Regions from separate parts of the Macaca mulatta genome. Here region 1 is linked to region 2. The links are chromatin contacts, called in public Hi-C maps. All regions are on one chromosome and are shown on one strand. Each heading gives the region's core, a stretch centred on a gene start, on an enhancer-like site or on the middle of the called end of the contact. The rest is flanking DNA. Distances are from core to core; before and after follow the strand shown.

Region 1 (3,748 bases), core at 99-2,598, 60 kb after region 2:
GCAGAACATGCCAAAACACTGTATGAAGCACTAGGGACAAAGACAAGGTCAAAATCCTTGTAACCAAATGTGATGGTATTGTAGTACAGTGTTAACACAGGGGACAGTAACAGAACACCCTAGAACCAAACAGAAGAGTGTAGCGATAAACATAAATGAAGTAGCATGAAATAAACTTCCAAATGGAAAACTTGTCCATACCCCCAGGGCAACAGTCAACTACAGTCTTCCAAATGACAAATTGCACTTAGGGCACACTAGATAGAAAACAGTATTGTGTCTTTTTTTTTTTTTTCTCAAATAGACGGGGTCTCCCTATGTTGGCCATTCACTCCTGCCTCGATCTCCCAGAGTGCTGGGACTGCAGGCGTGAGCTACCCACGCCAGGTGGGTACTTGTAGCCACACCAAGATTAATCCCTTCTCTTCCTCAACAGCGGCCGCGCCCCCCACTTCCCATTTCAAACCTCAGCATGAGGACTTCTACCCAAATCTCCCTACGACAGGTACTTCTTCAACTCTTCCACCACCTCTTGAGGCTCAGGGAATTTGAGTTTGCGTGGGGGCCCCTTCTTAATCCCAGTCCAGAGCTCCGCACCTGCGAAAGGACAGAATGAAGTGAAGTTACAATACTTCGGAATCCACCCGCACGTCTCTGAAGTCATGAGACTGCCGCGGTTTCTGAGAACAGCGCTTCCTCTCTTCGGAATCCACGTCCCTCTCCCCTCCGCCCCTCTCCCCCACACCCACGTCCCCACTTACTGCTGCCGTCCGGGCGCAGCAGCGTCACCTCGAAGCTGCCCCTCCGGGGCTTGGTCGGGTTCACCTTTACTGGAAGCTCTGGGGCCTCCAGGCGCAGCGCCTGACTCAGGGCCGCGGCGTTGCGCCCATAGACGCGTCAGCTCGTGCTAGGGAGAGAAGGGGAGGTTAGAGACCGGGGCCTCTGGCCCCGCCGCGCCACTATTCCCTCTCCCCGGTTACTCTCCAGGCCCCTCACCAATGCTCGATAACAACGGTTGTCTCCTCCATTCCCTCCCCGCTGTTCGCCAGCTTCTCTTGCTTCTCGGCTGCGGCGACCATCGCGGCCTCAGCCTTCCGCTTCCTACCGCGGGGAGCCATGGCGCCTAGAACCTGGCCGAGAATGCAGCAGGCCTGGTGGGTGGGGTGCAAAGACGCGACCACTGAGCTGGAAGTGGGCAGCGAAGACCGCAGCCCGGAAGCTACCCTCCTACAGCGGAAACCTCTCCCCAAGGAACGGAAAGCGTGGTCCGCAGCGCCCACGTGGCCTGGAGGCGGACCTTGGGGCACAACCACTTTGCAAGCAGGGAGAGGGGAGGTGCGGGAAGCGCCTGACGGAACCACCCATCGCTTCGGGTCGACGAGACAGGGGACGCTGGGATGGTGAACACAGCAGGAAGGGGCGGAGACAAGGGTCCTATTGCAAGCCTCGCTTCACGCGCCGTCTTTTCTGTACCTTTGCGTCGCGCTACATGTTGTGTGCAACGATCCGTCGCCAAACTCTCCTCCCTGGCAACTGCGAACCAATCCCAAACTAAACCCACCACCTAACAGTGGCCCCTATTCTAGGCTTATGGAAACTGGCCTTCTGCAACTCTTGCCAATCCTGGGGATCAATGCCCGGCCTTTGGTAAAACCGAATAGGATGACCTTTGACGTCAAGATGGGCAATTCCTCTGCAGTTGCCAGGCTTTTCTAGTACAGGAACACACAAAGGTGCAATCAAAAGGAAATCCCAATCTTTTTATTGTGGAAAACCATCAACTGGGTGTGGGGAGTAGGTCAGAGGGTTAGTGAAAGTCCAAGGGATTTCTCCTCCAAGTCCTATCACACAAAGGGAAGTCTCAAGCCTCTATTCACCCCTTCTCAATCCCCACAAAACAGGGGGTTGTTCAATATCGTCTTCAATGATAAAAAAAACTTTGTGGTTAAAGGTTTCTCCTTAGGACTAGTGACAAAGTTAGGCTTATGCTTTTAGTAAAGACCATAAACCAAGCCAGAAGGGCTTAAGGAAGCAAGAGTCCTTGAGGGAAAATTCTTAGCTTTCTATACCCCAGCATCCTAGCTTAGGGTTAAATCTAGGTCTAACCAGGCTCTGCAGGTCGAGTAAGAAGGAATAATGAAACCATAGTTTCATAGAGAAACCATGGAGATGTCTGAATAGTTGATAACACACTGACCCAAGCTTGGAGGAAAACCATTTCCCCTCCATCATAGGAGATCTCTTTCTTTCTTGCTCCAGTGAACAGCTGGCCACCGCATGGCAGGCCTTCTTGTAGGGTGCCTGACAATTCCCTAGATGCCTCTGTAAAATCAGAAGCAGCACCCTGCCGCCCCACCCAGTCACAGCCAAACGGAAAACATAAATAAAAGGCTGTAGCCTCAGGCTTGTGGTTATGGAAGGAGCCTGGAATTGACAGGAGAGGAAGCACTGCCAAAGTGAGGATCTTATTTGTCCTTCTTGCTTTCCCCATCAGACACTCTGGTGGGGGTTGGAGCCACAGGCTGCTCCTCGGGGATATTGTCTCCAGCCTTTGATAGCTTCTTGGCCCGCTGGTATAGCTCATTTAAGTTAAATTCTCGGATCACATTCTCCTGCACAAAAGAGATGCACAAATCAGGATCTGGGTTGGAAGGGAGAGTAAAGAGCCTGGGAAGTAAGGCATTTTACACAGTCTGGGAAAGGAAGGAGTAAGCAAAGGACAAAAATCTTCCCTAACCTTCCTCTTTTTTAGGTACCCAGAAAAGTCAACTAATAGTTAAATACCCATTATGTGCCAATGGGTATTTAACTATTCAATGGGTATTTATTCACTGTGCCAAGAATTATATATACCTAAATTATTTAATGTAATCTGCAAAACAATCCTGTAAGCCAGGGGTTATTACCTCCAATTAACTGACAAGGAACCTAACACCTACAGACAATATGTGCAGGGGCCTTCGAGACCAAATCTTTTTTTTTTTTTTCTGATGGAGTTTCGCACTTGTTGCCCAGGCTGGAGCACAATGGCGCAATCTCAGCTCACTGCAACCTCCGCCTCCCAGGTTCAAGCGATTCTCCTGCCTCAGCTTCCTAAGTAGCTGGGATTACAGGCATAAGCCAGCACACTTGGCTAATTTTGTATTTTTAGTAGAGATGGGGTTTCTCCATGTTGGTGAGGCTGGTCTCGAACTCCTGACCTCAGGTGATCTGCCAGCCTCGGCCTCCCAAAGTGCTGGGATTACAGGCATGAGCCACCGTACCTGGCCTGAGACCAAATCTTAAACTAATAATTGTTCCCCAGTACTAGCAGGTCTGGCACATAATATATATTTGCTAAGTGAATTAATACACGAGGTCTAGTAACTAGTCCACACCCTTAAAGCTAATAGGCAAGTGGCAGAACTGTGAATCAAAGCTGGGTAGGGCTCGAAAGCCCACCTACTGTTCTACACCCTTCATGCACCTGCCCTTCCTTTCAGGTACCTCAGAGAAGGTCCATGAGACAGCCCGTCCTTTCTTGTCAATCTGTGGCCGCCGCATTACCTCCTTGCCACCTTGGAACAGGATCAGGGTAGGGAGCTGCTTGGTGAGGGGTGATGTGCTCACTTTGTACCTGCAGGGCCCAGGAAGTTCTCTAAATGCCCCTGTGTATAACACTCAAAGTGATTCCCTGCTCAGACCCTCTGCCCAGGTCTTTACATACCGTGTACTAACATCAGTATAGCGTCCAACATCCACCTTCCCA
Region 2 (3,604 bases), core at 438-2,937:
AATCTTAAAGGCACCTACAATTTAATTAAAACTACACTTTTTTCTTTGAAGTCTGCAGGCTTAGAAAGTAACAAGCATTCAGGAGAGGCTAATCAAAAAGAAAGAACCAAATCCTTATTATTTATCATTTACTTGAATGATACCTGACAGCTATTAACTTTTCTAGGTAGAGATCAGGATAAACTCTCAAAAAGCAGAATTAACCAAAGCAACTGACTCAATGCCACAGAAGTCTGAGAACAGTTCCTTAACCAAACAGGAAATTAGGCATTTACACACAGGAAACAACTGGCGGGTTAAGACCTTTAAATGCATTTCATATTTAAGCTTCTCCTTATCCTATTTTGGAAATTATAAAAGATGGATTGATAGAGAAAAACTAATAAAGGGCTTCCTGCTACATTATAGGAGGATCTGGGTTTGGTACTGATGAGGTATAAACTTGAAAAGTAATTTTCACAGTCATCCCAAGGTCATGTCTGCTACTCAACAAATGTGTTAGTGGTAAGATTCCATCCTCCAATTTCTAAAGACAGTACCTCCAGTTCTTTCAAAATTGAGCCTATTCACCAACATCACATTTGGGAAGCCCAGCCACTAGGAACAGAGAAAGCAATTGAAAGTAAGAAAAATCAAACCAGGAGACAATTCTTCCTGTTTCAGTACTACCAACAACCACTAGAGGGTGAGTCTGTCACACTATTATTTATTCATAACTACCAGGAAGAAAGAAACCCATTATCTGTGAGCTCATCTCTTCTGGCTCCCACAGGAGAGGAGAATCTATTGTGTGGAGCTCTCCAAATAAGCCGTTGTTTGTTCTACAAAACCACTCCCACTGTCACCAAATACTCAAAGTTGCCCTGAGCAGAAGGGCTGCCTCACAGGTATCAACATCAACTATGCAACAGTGATTCAGATGGACAAAGTATTTAGTAAAACATGACCAAGATGGTCTTAAAATAACACGGAAACAGGACCAGGCGTGGTGGCTCACATCTGTAATCCCAGCACTTTGGGAGGCTGAGGTGGGCGGATTACCTGAGGTCAGAAGTTCAAGACCAGCATAGCCAACATGGCAAAACCCTATCTCTACTAAAAATATAAAAATTAGCTGGGCGTGGTGGTGGGCACCTGTAATCCCAGCTACTTGGGAGGCTGAGGCAGGAGAATCACTTGAACCCAGGAGGTGGAGGTTGCAGTGAGCCAAGATCGCACCACTGCGCTCCAGCCTGGGCAACAGAGCAAGACTCCATCTCAAAAAACAAACAAACAAACAAACACAGAAACAAAATGAATAGCTTAGATAGCTAAGTTTTAAAAGTAGGCTATTGAGCAGTATGTTAAGATTCCCTTTTTGTAGAGGGAAAATAGGATACAGTTACATGTACAATAAAAAAACCTCAAAGGATATGCACCAAAATGTTAACAGTGGTTCTTTATTAATAGATGGTATGCTTTTCTGGGTTTTTCAGGCTCCGTATTGAACATGCTTAACCTCTATTATTAATATACAAAATTATAAGAACAATTACCATAACCAAAATTTCCAAATAACTCTATCTTATATCTTTTTCTATATAGAGGCAGTGGATTGGGCATTCTTTCCTCTGTTTTACAAGTAACAAAGCTGTGCCCAGGAAGACCAAATGACTTGCTTGAGGCTACTTAGCTAGTGGCAAAGGCACAACTAGAACCAAGGTCTCAGGGTTCAGTGCTTTTTCCACTAATCACTGCCTCACTGTTTAAGTTTGACCTCGTATTACTCTTCTAGCCTGGAACAGGAAGCAGCAAATATTCTTGCTAGTCAAGCAGGTTTCCAAGTCCATTGCTACCCTGGAACAAACCCAAGAACGGCCCAAAACTCTATGTGAACTAGCACAACTAGGGACGGCAGAGAATGACCTGGCCACCCACACCCATCTGGGTCCAATCACTCTTTACTAATGAGGAAGTCAGAAAAAGCAGACTTGCAGTAGAGCCAACACCCTGGACAGACTGCTTCAATGATGGCTGTTATCTACCACTGTTCTAGGTTGCACCAGCCGAGGTCTGGTGCTCCTGGAGGAATAAAAATGACTCACATGGGAGTTGGATTAGCTATCCAAGACACCTGAAAGGTGAGTGACTCAGTCTTAGATAATGGGGCCTCTACCCCTGGGCCCAGCCCTGTTCACTCTTAACCAAAGCTACCTAATATATGAAGAAAATTAGCACCAAGGCATTTGCTTTAAAAGGTCATGACCCCATATAGAGAAATTCAGCAACAGCTGCTAGGATATCCTTACCATCAAGACAACCATAAATCATCCCTTCTTTTTTTTTTTTTTTTTTTTTTTGAGACGGAGTCTCACGCTGTTGCCCAGGCTGGAGTGCAGTGGCGTGATCTCGGCTCACTGCAAGCTCCGCCTCCCGGGTTCCCGCCATTCTCCTGCCTCAGCCTCCTGAGTAGCTGGGACTACAGGCGCCCGCCACCGTGCCCGGCTAATTTTTTGTATTTTTAGTAGAGACGGGGTTTCACTGTGGGCTCGATCTCCTGACCTTGTGATCCGCCCGCCTCGGCCTCCCAAAGTGCTGGGATTACAGGCTTGAGCCACCGCGCCCGGCATCCCTTGTTTCTTATCATTTCTCTTTGCGTGGAAAACACTGTTTCTAATTTATTCTGAAGCAGCATTGGCAGCCCATGGGCCAAACCTGTTTTTGTACACCCCCAGAATGCTTTTTATATTTTTAAAAGATTGTTTGAAAAAAAGAACAACAACATATGACAAAGATGATACATGGCCTGCAAAGCCTAAAATAGTTCTACATGGTCCTTTCCAGGGGTCTGTCGACCCCATTCTAAAGCATTCTCTCAAGGCAACAAGGCAAACCATATACCAGTCCAAACATCAATCACTCCTTTTTTCACATCACCAAAGAAATCTCCAGGGACAAGTAGTAAAGTCAGAGTAGGCAGCTGCTTAGTGACCTTTCAGAGTGTTGCTAACGTACCCCCCAACCCCCACTCAAGGATGCCACCACAATTTCACTTTACAATCAAATAATAAGACCCTAAGCACAGAATGTCAAGGCCCTTGTGAGGTCAAAGTTTGTTTTTAACTTTGGGATTAAAAACACCACAAGAAAGTTCTTATATATATCCTTAACTGTCTCTTTTGGTCCTGTATTCCTAAAACCTTCAACTCTGTTTTGTTTTGTTTTGAGACAGTCTCACTCTGTTGCCCAGGCTGGAGTGCAGTGGCGGCATCTTGGCTCACTGCAGCCTCTGCCTCCCGGGTTCAAGTGATTCTCCTGCCTCAGCCTCCTGAGTAGCTGGGACTGCAGGCACGAGCCACCACACGCGGCTAATTTTTGTATTTTTAGTAGAGACAGGGTTTCACTATGTTAGCCAGGATGATCTTGATCTCCTGACCTCGTGATCTGCCCGCCTCAGCCTCCAAAAGTGCTGGGATTACAGGTGTGAACCACCATGCCCGACTGACTCTGTTCTTAATACCAAACCAGAAGCTAAATAGAAATTCCCAAGAAGAAGTGAGCAAGAATTCCATGGCCCCAGACATCAGAATCCTCTGCCTAACACCAAAAAGGGGTCACATCTTAG

What was found. Hi-C and Micro-C count contacts between places; a contact is called where the count stands out from the background.
Region 1: a contact with region 2 is called in a Hi-C map of blood, with 3 times the contacts expected there. The contact joins the promoter of SELENOH here to the enhancer-like site in region 2. A contact is called at or near these places in 6 of 14 Hi-C or Micro-C datasets (CD4 T cells, blood, fetal cortex germinal zone and 2 more).

Annotation. Positions count from the first base shown.
Region 1 is chr14:15,653,785-15,657,532 of T2T-MMU8v2.0, forward strand. It overlaps SELENOH (selenoprotein H), which reads right to left and starts at 1,349. Exons shown (of 4, transcript NM_001321341.1): 1 at 997-1,349; 2 at 762-907; 3 at 487-597. The coding sequence starts at 1,118. The coding sequence ends at 497. It overlaps TMX2 (thioredoxin related transmembrane protein 2), which reads right to left. Exons shown (of 8, transcript NM_001195759.1): 6 at 3,707-3,748; 7 at 3,487-3,616; 8 at 2,159-2,612. The coding sequence ends at 2,466.
Region 2 is chr14:15,593,469-15,597,072 of T2T-MMU8v2.0, forward strand. The region is part of intron 6 of CTNND1 (catenin delta 1); the gene reads right to left. Among named protein-coding and RNA genes, the nearest start is that of CTNND1, 40 kb to the right of the region's middle. Within about 2 kb of position 1,688, at least 16 of the 40 cell types and tissues checked have an H3K27ac peak or open chromatin away from gene starts, as enhancers often do. A contact at or near this core is called in blood, where this site is marked.